Linked DNA regions of Mus musculus: region 1 is linked to region 2. The links are chromatin contacts, called in public HiChIP or PLAC-seq maps. All regions are on one chromosome and are shown on one strand. Each heading gives the region's core, a stretch centred on a gene start, on an enhancer-like site or on the middle of the called end of the contact. The rest is flanking DNA. Distances are from core to core; before and after follow the strand shown.

What was found. HiChIP or PLAC-seq counts read pairs in DNA pulled down with a chosen protein or histone mark.
Region 1: an H3K4me3 HiChIP or PLAC-seq map of embryonic stem cells shows a contact between it and region 2, with 12 read pairs. The contact joins the promoter of Taok1 here to the promoter of Pipox in region 2. A contact is called at or near these places in 1 of 39 promoter capture datasets (neural stem cells) and 2 of 115 datasets of contacts at active chromatin or transcription factors (embryonic stem cells and memory CD8 T cells).

The regions. Positions count from the first base shown.
Region 1 is chr11:77,606,130-77,612,396 of GRCm38.p6, forward strand. It overlaps Taok1 (TAO kinase 1), which reads right to left and starts at 1,686. Exons shown (of 21, transcript NM_001364134.1): 1 at 1,079-1,686.
Region 2 is chr11:77,889,273-77,895,903 of GRCm38.p6, forward strand. Pipox (pipecolic acid oxidase) reads right to left here and starts at 4,600. Exons shown (of 8, transcript NM_008952.2): 1 at 4,395-4,600; 2 at 2,840-2,988. The coding sequence starts at 4,508.

The DNA.
Region 1 (6,267 bases), core at 436-2,935, 290 kb before region 2:
ATCAACAAGTACTACTGCCAAGACAAGATGGTTTCTTTTAAAATTAGGATGACATGAAGCAAAAAAGAAAAAAATGAGTACAGAACACAGATCATAACAGAATTGGGTGCATCACCTTACATTTCCTTAAGAAGGAATATCTGCTACATGAAAGTTTGTAACAATTTTCAGAGACTTTCTGTATCAATGTCATGCAAAATATTATTAACCTTAAAAAGTCACAGCCCGAGGCAAACGTCTGATTATATGAGTTTCAATGTAATAATTTCTAATAATTCTCAAAGAACTACAAAAGCCAAAGGGGACCCTTTAACAGTTCATCCAGGAATTCTCCCCTCTCTCAAAACAGAGTAAGAGAGACATCAAAACTGTTCTAACACGAGGCCATATCCCAACAGTAACAAGAGCGGACATACTTCCCATGGACATATCTCAGGGGAATATCCGAACAGTACTGTCATCGATTTAAAAAGCAAAGGGAAAAAAAAACTAAGCTCTCCAAGGGAAGCGCCATTGCTCCAGCCCCCCACCCCCACTTCTGTGTATGCATGGGTATGTGTACGAAGAAACTGACTTGTACTCCTGCAGCACTGCAGTAGACTAGAAGATGGGGGGGGGGGATGCTTCCATCACCCCTTACATTAGAAAGGTACAGACTTCCTTGGGGAGGAGTGGAAATCATCCAGTTGGCTGTCCAGAGCATTCTCCATTCCCAAGAATACAGACGCTACAAAGGAGGAGGAGCGGGAGCAGAGACCAGAAAGGGACCTCGCGCCTTTAAATCGGGGTGCACGTCAACTCAAATCTCCCTAACTAGAGCCACACCTTCTTAGAAACATCCCCTTCCACCACCTCTTCCGGTGACCCTTAGGAAAAAGGAATGCAATTGCTCTGGCCCCTCAAAACAGGAGGGCGCCCAGCTCACCAGTTTCTTCACCCCACCCACAGATTCACAGACCCTCCCTGTCTCCCTCCCCCACTCTATCCCCGATCTCTTCTTTCACCCGGAGAGGCCTGAGTGGGCACAATCTCCCCGCCCCCTCCATGTCTTCCTTTCCCAAAGCAGAGGTGCCCTTACCCCTTCGCCGGCAGGTCTGGGGCAGAGCAGACGGGCGCAGACCCCTGGAGCGCTCCGGTGGCCGCAGCGCTGGAGAGCGAGGAGTGAGGAGGAGGGGGCCCGGCGACAGACCGCCGCCCCCCCCCCAGCCACCCAGCCCAGGCTCTACGACAAGGGGCCGGGGGGAGGGAGGGGGGGACGAGGGGACGACCGGGGTCGAGGAGGCGCCCTTAACGCTCCGGCTCAGTTAAGATGGCGCGGGGGAAGTGCCGGGAGTCGCCGCCGCCGCCGCCTCGGGGGAACCGGACCGGGGCCTCGGCCGCCTCCGGTCCTCCCAGCCGAGGCCCTGTCGGTCCCCCGCCGCGGCCCCTTGGCGGGCGGGCCCACGCGCACCCCTCCGCCACCACTACCACCCCTGGGAAGGGGGCGCTCACAAAGAGAAGAGAGGCCGCGGGCCGTCGGGCCGCGGGGCGGGGTCCCCGGGGGCCGAGAGGCCTGGGAGGTTCGCGACTGCTCCGCGCTCTCAGCCCGCGAAGGGCGCAAGGCGAGTGGGACCCCTCCTCTCTCCTCAAGCGGGCGGCGGCACCGGCTCACTCTCTTCGCCACCCTCCCTCTCTCCTTCCAAGCCCTGAAGCCACAGAGCTCGGCCGCTGCCCAGGTTCTCTCCCCCCCCCCTTCCCGACACCACTCCCCTCCTCCCGACAGACATCTCAGCCTCAGATCTCGCGAGAGTTCTTGCCTGACAGGCCCGACCCTGCGCGAGACAGGACAGTATGCGCGCGCGGGCGCGGGCGCGCGGGCGTCCTCTCGGGAGTGCGCGAATACTTAAAGCTGGGCGGAGTGGCCCGAGTGGCCCGAGTGGCCCGGAGTGCTAGGCTTGGTCCAGTCCCACCCTCAGCTCGCCTTCGCTACGCGGGCGTCAGGTGCGTGCTAGTCAGTCCCGGAAATCCTGGGGAGAAGAGCTCCGCGCAGTCCTTCCCTCTTCCCACCTCCAGAACAGCAGCCTCCCACTAATACTGCCAAACTGAAACTTTGCTCCAAAGTGGAGAACATCTCATTCCTACACACACCTTAGTTGGACTCCTCGTGGGACTCAGGGATAAACTTCGCAGCATAATCACTATGTACCTGCGTTTGTGCGGTACTGATGGTTAGTTTGGGAACGGCAGTTAAAGACTTTCATATAAGCCATATTTGTGATGGAAGAAAAAGAACTTCAAAGGGCTTTGTAGACTTAGAGTAAAAGATCTTTTTCAGTATAAAAGAAGCAAGTTGGCCAGTAATCAGGAAGCAGAGGCAGGTAGATCCGAGTTCTAGGCCAGCCTGGTCTACCTAGTACATTCTGGGTTAGTCAGGGTTACACAGTGAAACCCAGTCTAAAAGCAACAAAGTAAAGTAGTCTATGTAGGAAAGAGGTAAATCTTAGCGTGGGTTTAGAAACAGTTTTTTAAAACACATACACACACACCATCTTCAGTCACCCCCGATCTAGTCTAGGACTTTAGCTAGAACAGACTGTAATTGTTATTGAGGATCTAACAAGTGACCTGGTAGTGATGGGTCACACCTGTATTCTGTAATCCCACCCAACACAAGAGGCTGAGGCAGGAAATCATGAGCCTGAGTTAGATAGAGGCCAGCTTGAGCTATACTTTAACAACCTCTCTAGATATTGACAGAGAGAGAGCAAGAGCGCAAGAGGGGGTTCAGAAATTAAGAGCAAGTTCTGCTTGGTCTTGCAGAGGACAGTTTTCCAGCACCCGTGTAAGACAACTCAAAACCAACACACACACACACACACACACGTTAATTAAAATCTTTTTAAAAAACAGAAAACTCAAAGAAGAAAAAAGAAAAAAAGAAGAGAGAAAAAATGAAAAAAAAATTAAAAAAAAAAAACAAAAAGAAAAAAAAAACAAAACAACAACAACAAAAAAAAAAGCCAGAAAACTCAGCTAGGTATGGTGGCGAACGCCTTTAATCCCAGCACTCAGGAGGCAGAGGCAGGTGGATTTCTGAGTTCGAGGCCAGCCTGGTCTACAAAGTGAGTTCCAGGACAGCCTGGGCTATACAGAGAAACCCTGTCTCAAAACAAAACAAAAAAAAAAAAAAACAAAACAAAAAAACAAACAAAAAAACCCACCTCTTTTAGCGGAGTATGGTGATGCACAATTTTAGTTCTAGTACTCAGGAAGCAGAGACAGGAGGATCTCTGTAAGTTGGAAGCCAGCCTGATCTACAAGGCAAGTTTCAGGACAGCCATGGCTCCATAGAGAGACCCTGTCTCAAAAAAGAACCAAATATATATATACATACAAACACATTCATACAGACACAAAGTGTGTGTGTTCCTAGTGTGGTGTCCTATGTACCTCTCCCAGTATTTTGTTGTTTGTTGTGGATGCAGGAGAATCAACAGTTCAAAGTGAAGGTTATCCTGGTATAAGGAATTTGAGCCAATCTGGGGTTATATAAAACTCAATCTCAAAATCAAGCAAACATACCAAAAAAAAAAAAAAAAAAGCCAATGCCCATGACTACAGTCATTTAAGAAAACATGCTGGGGCTAGGGGATGACTCAGCTGCTAAAGTGCTGTGGAAGGAGGTCAGTTCGAATCCCCAGCACCCACATGGTGTGCACCTATAATCCGCACACTGGGGAGGTAGAGCTAGGAGGACAGGGACTCACAGCAGCTAGATAGGGCAAATTCCAGTCTTTCACTTTGTAGACCAGGCTGGCCTCGAACTCAGAAATCCACCTGCCTCTGCCTCCCAAGTGCTGGGATTAAAGGCGTGTGCCACCACGCCCGGCTCAAATTCCAGTCTTAAGAGACTTTGTTTCAAAAAATAAAGTGAAGGGTTACCAAGATGACTCAGTGGGTAAAAGGTCTTGCCTTGAAAACCTGCCCATCTGAGTTCAGTCCCAGGAACTCAGGTAAAGTTCCTGATTCCACAAAGTTCTCCTCTGATCTCCATATCTCTGCATTGCAATGTTCATGCCTACATACACACATCATACACCCACATACTAAAAATACATATTTTCTTTTAAAATGGAGAGCTGCCAGGCATGGTGCCTCATACCTTCAGACCCAGCAATAGAGAGGCAGAGGCAGGTAGACATCTGTGAGTTCAAGGCCAGCCTGGTCTCCCAGTGGGGATGTTTAGCATCAAGCATCCGTAAGTACAAGCTTCCAAACACATGTGCATACATATACAGAATTGTGGATTAGCTGGGTGGTAACACATGACTGTAATCTTACCACTTGGGAGGCTGAGGCAGGAGGATTGAGTTCCAGGCCAACCTTGGCTACTGAAACCTGATCATATTGACCCTGGTTGCTCTATCTGGTGAAAACATTTAATCCTTTTCTTCCTGTAATCTACGACATTTGACATAGCTGACACTTCCTTCTTGAAACTATCCCTCCTTGCCTTTTCAAAGCCCCTCAAAAAAAAGCAGTTTTCTTTCTATCTTCCTTTCCAAACAGGGCCCCTCCTCCTCCACCTAACACTTAAAATATGTGTATCTCTAACTTTGGTCTGTCACCATAAGAGTTTTTTCCCACAGCCTGGAGCTATAGTAATACATTTGCTCATCATATGGAAAATCTGAGTTCCAACACCAGGACACACACACACACACACACACACACACACACACGCACACGCACTGTTCCCTGCCTCCTGGTTGTTTCATATATAAGACTAGAAAGAGATTCGAACCCTCCCATAGTATTTTTATGGGAAACTTCAAACAGAAACAGGAGAATTATTATAGAATAGTAATCTCTGTGCCTGTCATCTGACTTTATCTATTTGCAATCTTTTTTGTTCATTTACATGAAAGGAGTTCTCTTGCAGCCCAGGCGTTTTAGTATTATAGGCTCCCAGGCATCTCAGAACATCTAATTTATTTATCTGTTTTCTATTTACCATTCTTTCTTTGTCTTTTCTTTTTTTCTTGTTTGTTTGTTTGTTTGTTTGTTTTGTCTATGTAGCCCTGGCTGTCCTAGAACTCATTCTGTAGAACAGGCTGGCCTTGAACTTAGAGACCTCACTGCCTCTGACTCCCAAGTGCTGGGATTAAAGACCTGTGCCACCACTCTCTGGCTTTGTTACAACATCTTTATACAGTTTGTCTAAAATTTTAATAGCTTTAATATTTGATCCATGGTCACCTATCTCAATAATTTCCAAAATATCTTTGACAGTTCATTTATCTAAATTGGGATCTGAACATGACTCACTTGACACTTGATTAATAAAAGCTTCACCTTCTTCTTCTTTTCTTGTACAGAAAGTTCCCTGACACTTCTGCCTGCTTAGTTTGTCTTTTTGTCTTTTCCATTGTTTGTTTGACATTTACTTGCTGAAGAAATGAGATCACAATGCCGGGAGCCATAGCTCATACTCAGTCCCAGCACTCAGGAGGCTGAGGCAGGAGGATTGCTTCAAGTTCAAGGACAGCCTGAGCTAATGTGGGAACCTGTCTCAGAAAGACAGGCAGGCAGAGAGGGATGGAGGGAGGGAGGGAGGGAGAGAGGGAAGGAAAGAGGGAGGGAGAGAATATTCTAAAGAATTTGTCTACGTTCTGGACTTAACTATATCCTCATGATATCATTCACATTTGCTTCAAAGCGCAAATTTCCTGGAAATTAGCAGTTAAATCTAAAGACTTGATTGTATTTAAGATACTCTTATCTTTGTCAGAATGTTGTGTTGGGCGGTGGTGGCTCACGCCTTTAATCCCAGCACTTGGGAGGCAGAGGCAGGCAGATTTCTGAGTTCGAGGCCAGCCTGGTCTACAAAGTGAGTTCCAGGACAGCCAGGGCTACACAGAGAAACCCTGTCTGGGGGTGGGGGGCGGGGAAGAATGTTGTGTGGATGCTATTTATAAAACTATGTTGAAGGATTGTTTGGTTAATTGACTGATTTATATGTACTTATTATTTATCTGTTTTTGAGTCAAGGTCTCTCTGTGTACCCCTGGATATCCTGGAGCTCAAAATGTATACCAGGTTGACCCCAAGCTTACTGAGATTCTCCCACCTCTGTCTCTCAAGTGTTGTTCTTTTTATTCTTCAATTGAGTGGGTGTAGGTAGATGGGTGTGGCTGGGTATGTGTGTGTGTGTGTGTGTGTGTGTGTGTGTGTGTGTGATGGTAGGTAGGGTGGGGGTGATGGTGGAGGGGGAGTGAGGGTGGGTCA
Region 2 (6,631 bases), core at 3,350-5,849:
GCGAGGCTCACAACTCTCTCTAAATTCATTTCCAAGGGTCAAATTCCTTCTGGTACCGCCAAGGGCAGCAGGCATGTATGAGTTGTACACATATCTATGCAGGCAAAACACTCAAAACACATAAAATAAAAAGAAATACATTTTTAAAAAATTTAAAAATAAACCTTTAAAAAGCACAAGGAAATAGCATAAAATCCAGATTTTGGTGTCTCAAAATAATTTTTTTTGAAATAAAGTTTTATTGGAATGCATCCAGGTTCATCTATTTGCATCTTTGGCTGCTTTCACACTACAATGGCAGACTTGAATATTTGCAAGAGACCATATGGCCAGAGAAGCCTAACATACTTCCTGTGTGGCTTACAGAATAAGTTTGCTGACCTCTGTTCCAAACGGAGAGTGTAGTAATTCAGTGATTTACAGTAATACATTATGACTGCTACACAGCTGCTGGTGGCACATGCCTGCAGTCCCCAATATCTAAGAGACTGAGTGAGACCTTGTTAAAAAAAAAAAAAAAAACGAAGAAGGAGGAGGAGAAGGAGAAGGAAGAGACAGAAGAGAGAGAGGGAAGGGGAGGAGAGAGAAAGAGGTGAAGAGGGGAGGGGAGGGGAGGGGAGGGGAGGGGAGGGGAGGGGAGGGGAGGGGAGAGGAGAGGAGAGGAGAGGAGAGGAGAGAAGAGAAGAGAAGAGAAGAGAAGAGAAGAGAAGAGAAGAGAAGAGAAGAGAAGAGAAGAGGAAGAGAAGAACACACCCTGATGCTCAGTAGCTTCCCCTTTCAGTTTTTTGTTTGTTTGTTTGTTTGTTTTGTTTTTTTATGGAATAAGGGCTGGAGAGATGGCTCAGCGGTTAAGAGTACTGGCTGTTCTTCCAGAGATCCTGAGTTCAAATCCCAGCAACCACATGGTGACTCGCATCCATCTGTCATGGGATCCAGTGCCCTCTTCTTGTGTGTCTGAAGACAGCGACAGTGTACTCACATACATAAAAAATAATTCTTTTAAAACAAAACTGTGGAGTAAAGTGAGTGAGCTGTACACACGGAGAGGCTTGGGATCCTGAGAGGCTTGCGACCACATGCGTTTCTCACCTCTTTGGATTTTGATACATGGATGCTGGCATCCAAATCCTGGATCTCAAGTTTGTGCAGCTCTTTTAATCACTGTACCATTCCTCCTGCCTCCTGATTCCCAAGTGTTGGGATTGCAGGAGTGCACCACCATGCCCAGTGTCATGGGGGTGGGGGCTGGGGATCAAACCCAGGGCCTTATTCAGCTAGGTAACATCCCGATGTCCTTGTTGCCTCCCTTTTGCTGTCTCTTGATCTTCCTCCTCTGTAGCCCAACAGACCCAGGATAGCAGGGAGAAACCTCAAGGATTCAAAGGTACCAGGCACTGTGCTGAGTATTTTCCAGACTCATTTAACCTTCAAACATCCCTATGAGATACAGAGAGTTCAACCACATAGCTGGTAGGAGTTGAGTCAGGAAGTAAAGCCAAACTGTGTGACACCAGGCATCTCATGATTGCCTGTCGGTCAACATTTGCTGGGCAGACTTCTGCCCTTCAAGGCTCAGCTCATCTCCTACCTAATAGAGCTCAGTAGTACTCACAGCCAGCAGCCAGAGAAGGGTCCCTTTTGCCAGGCCACTCCTCAGAAAGACATTCTCCTTTATTTGGGTGCTGGGTGTATTAGCTGTCTCTGAATAAATCCTTAATTAGCTGCCCTGGCTGTATTTGCATAATGGATTTCACTTTGTTCTTAAGTTAATGGTGTTTTTGTAACAGAACAGTAACCTCTTGGTTCACGGCCATTAAAATAACTGCCACCCTGTGGGGCAGAGCCAGGGTTATGTAAAGGAGGTTCAGTTAAGAGTTCAGAGGAGTAAAAGGGGGTGCAGGAGTAGTTTCTGGTTCCTCCCTGAGAGTGTCAGAAAGGCCACTGTCAGAGGAACCCTAAGGTTTGAAGCTGCTTCAGGGTCACTTCCTGGCAAGTAGTCTGGCCCCTGGAACACCTGCTTTTGTTCCCAGGGGATAGTGTATTAATAAAATGCATTTGTAGGGTTGTTGTGGGGATGAGGGTACAGCATAAAAAGGAGGCAGGAGAGACGGCTCAGTGGTTAAGAGTATTTGTTGCTCTTGCAGAAAATCAAGGTTCAATTCCTAGCACCCACATGGCAGCTCACAACTGTCTGTAACTCCAGTTCCAAGGTTGAATACTCTCTTTTGACCTTTCTGGGCACCAGGCACATATGTAGTTGCACATATAAGTATGTAGGCAAAACATCCATACACATACATTATACATACTATTTTTTAAGTTAGGACATGAGTTAGAATATAGATTTTAGCCGGGCGGTGGTGGCTAACGCCTTTAATCCCAGCACTTGGGAGGCAGAGGCAGGCAGATTTCTGAGTTCGAGGCCAGCCTGGTCTACAGAGTGAGTTCCAGGACAGCCGGGGCTACACAGAGAAACCATCTCAAAAAACAAAAAACAAAAAACAAAAAAATTATATAGATTTTGACGCAGGCCCTATAAGATGGCTCTGGAAGGCTTTGCGCAGGCCTGCTCTAGATACCTGTCCATGGTCATCCTCTAAGTTTTCAGAAAACAACCTGTAAGAGCCTTGGTCACAGGATCTAACCAGGCCTGGAACTCAAAGGTACAGAGGCCAGCAGCATCTGTGACAGTGAGCAGAAGGCCTCCACATGACTGGCACCTCCCTCCTGGGCTTGTGTCCCTCCAGTTGCATTTCAAGTTCACACCTTACAGCATCACACATTCAAAGCACCTGGAGGGATGGGTCCCCTGTGTTCCTGGTCTTCCTCCCTCGCCCACCTGTGTAACTGGGTTCCGGCTTCACGCTCCAGCTGGGCCCATGTCTGATAACATTCCTTCATCATCATCGTGTAGAAGTCCTCTGGATAAGCCTTTCTGATTATGCGGCTCTGTCCATGTGAGCTTCCTCGGGAATGGGGAAGAAAGAACTTGACAAGAAAGACAAGAAAGACAATGGAAGTCACTGCCCTTTGGCTCAGCCTTCCCTTTGTTCTTTAGGAGCCATCTTAGGCTTCAAATGGTTCCTTTCTAATCCTGGGGCCTAGACCTCTGGCCTTGCACAAAGGAGGCAAGTAGGTGCCCTGCAGATGAGCTATCTATTGCCCTAGACCTCTTTTTATTTCTTATTTGAGTCACTGTCATGTTATGTAGCCCAGGCAGGCCTTAAGCTTGCAATCCCCCTACATTGGTCTCCTGAGCAACTGGGATTTTCAGGTGCTCATCGCCAGGCCTAGATATTTTCAAATATTTCCATACTTCCAGGTCTCCTTGAGGCCCACTGATTGGCCAGGCATTCTGGTTAGCAATAGTACCTCAGCACTGACTAAATTTTTCCTTTTGTAAATAGCCCTGGCAGCCACCCATCCATTTGTTAATAACCTTCTATTATCCCACTGAATTCACACCCTGCTTAGATGCCTAGAAAAGCAGAGTCAGAAAACCTTCCAGATTATGCAAATCGAGCCCCATGGTTTTCCGGATCAGGAAAAGGATGTCATCTCACTGAGCCTTCAGGTACCCAGGATAAGGGAGCAATCTTAGGATTAGGGGGGTGCGGGGTGAAGCAAAATGGAGGTTTTCCTGCAGGTTGTAACAGAAATCCCTTGGGCTTTGGGAAAACAGAGGAACTGAAGACAATTCCCAGGATGTGGTAACCTGCTCAGAGAGCTGCAAGGCAGAATGGAAAGGAAGAAGCCACAGGGGTAGAAAACTCAACTTGACAGATTGCATAGGCCCCACCCCTGAGGGGCCCTGCAGGGTCCCAGTGCCACCCTCATTTGAAGCAGTCATGTGATCACTTTTCCTTTAAGGAAAGACGACCTGTGTCTTAGTTCCCGGGCATCAAGTGAGGAGGTCGCTGTTACCCAAAGGTGGAAGAATTCAACAGCAGCTCCTGCTAGGTTCTGGAAGGAGCAGCTGAGAAAACGCAGCTTTCTCCAAAGCTGGTACATCAGCCTTTGCCTCTAGGCAAAACTGTCTTTATTTAAGGTTACCCAGAGCAGAATTGATTCTTTTTCTGGTTGTATCAACCATGTGGGCAAAGACAAGACAGGGTTGCAAGAATGAAAAGAAGTGGGACACTTCTTGATCCGGGGCAAGAACTAAGAGACTTAAAAGAGTATACCAAGAAACCTCACGTGGACTTAAGGGTGGGAATTTTCTTTGCATTGTCAAGATCCACGTGAAGTGGCTACGAAGCTACGAAGTGCACAGAATTCCTGATGTCTGACCGTTTGGCTTCACTTATAGCCCAAAAATTCTGGAAAGCCCTCCCTAGGAGAGGAAAGAAGAGGGGACAGTCTTATATAGCAGAAGGGCAGAAGGCACAGTGTACCTGCTCCAGCAGGAGGACGCTCTTGGAGTGTTTGGCCAGGTGGTACGCGGTAAAGCAGCCCTGGATGCCTGCTCCAATCACAATAGCATCCCAGAAATCTGTCTGAGCAGCCATGATGCCACAAAGCCCACTGAAGAGAAGGCAAACAAAGGCACCTCCAGGCTACAGGGGGAGGAGGGAGGCAAAGTCCAGCTAAACTAGAGTTCCCACAATCCCTTGGGGCTCATGTCCTTGTCTTTCTTTCCCTCCCCAAAAAGCCTGGCACAGGGCTCAGCCTCCGCCTCCCCCTGCAGAGCAGAGCTGGGTGGACTGATTTGTGAGGTTTCGCCCAGCTCAGCTGCTAGCCTCACCCTTGCATCCCTCCAGTTTGCTATTCTTGGCTCAATTATTGTCATGCAAATGGCGCCTTCCCATGCCACCTTCCTGTCTCATTATGATCTTTGTCTCAGGACTTTGCCCGGAATTTCAATGCCTCCCAGACCAAGCTGGGCCCCGGGAATGCTGCCTCCCCCTGCTGGCTTCCCTCTCTGCAGCTTGATTTCCTCCAGAGAGCTACCCGGCCAGCCAAGAACTTGGCAGGATGCCCAGGGTATGGCCCTCCTCCCTGGTGGGTGGCGAGGTCAGGGGGTAGATGCAGGGGCCAACTGGGAGGGCAGTTTTGTGATTATGAAATCATTCTCAGTGTGTTTTACTTTCATGTTGAAAAAAGGACAATAAATGATCCTGAAGAGGAAAAAAAAAAATCCAGGAAAGGACAGTGCGAGGAAGAACCTTGTCCTCAGGCACACGGGGAACCAGGCACCAGCCAGCACACACAGGGGCCATGTGCAGAGAAGCCTTCTGTGCCAGGCAGCAGGCTCAATGGGGATTGTTACAGGCACTGGGGACAGAGCCAGGGTTGGCAGGTCCTGATTCTTATACACTTTGGGGGTCCATTTTAAGATAAAAGGGGAAAGGGGCCTGGAGGCTTAGCTCAGCGGTAGACTTTTGTGTTTGGCATGTTCGGGGTCCTGGGTTTAGCACCCAGCACTAAAAATAAAAGAGAAAAAAAAAAAAAAAAGAAAAAATTAGTCATGCAAAACTAGATGGCAGGACTTCGAAGAGACCGCTCAATTAGAGAGCCCCATGGTTGAAGTTTTATTAGCTTCCTGGTAAATCTGCCTCGGAATACATTATCTCATTAAATTCTCAGGATTTTTTTTTTTTTTTGTATGTGTGTGTGTGTATTTTTATCCTCATTTTTTTTGAGCAGATTAGAGATAGCCTCAAGTTCTCTGTCGGTTTTCCCATTACATGCTTGCCCAATAGAATACAGTGACTGCTACCCTCTTTCTGACCCAAGCCTTTGGACATCTTCTTGTGTTGAAGCACTCGTTCTTAGACCCTGAACCAACATGTTAGAAGTCCAGCCACTCTGTGAGAGAGAGAGATGAGAAAAGTCACACATAGGAAGAGAAGCCATTTTGGACCTTGTGTCCAGACAAACTAACCACCCATGACCTGACCCAGTCCATGGCACGTGACCCAACAGCCAAGCTGTGTCAGCATTCCCCAGTTTTATGAAGTAAAATAAAATGCTTGTTTTTAGACACTAACTTTTGAGGTTGGTTGTTTATAATCATAAACACACCACTAAACAGACAAAGATGGCAGGATCTGCCCAAGGACCCATTCTAGGTGTGCCAAGAGGCTAAGATGTGAACCCAGGTCTATCTGCTCCAAAACTTACTTCTTGTTAGTATTTTCTTTCGTTTTTTTTGGATACAGGGTCTCATGTATCGCTTAACTGGCCTCCAACCTGCTTTGCCTCCACAGGTGACCTTGAACTTCTGATTTTTCTGCCCCTACCTCCTGGGAAAATAGACCCGTACCATCATGTTGGTTTAATATGGTGCTGAGGACCAAACCCAGGGCTTTACCAATGAATGTTAGGCTGAAACTCTGTTACCTGAGTCACAAGCCCAGCCCGGGGACACTTCCCTCTCACTACAATGCTATAGTGACAATGAGAGAACTTATAGTCGTGATTCTGATTTTAACATTTTGCTGTGTATCTGGTGGCCATACAGTGGAAGAGAGAAAACAATGATGGGGGGGGGGGGCACAGTGGCTGACTGAATCCCCAGCAACACGTCCACAGACAATCCCCAGACTAGCCTTAGCAACTAGTTGTCTTCTGCCTGGTCTTTCCTTTCCTAGTAAAATAGGAACGCAAAGAAGGACTGCCATTTGACTGG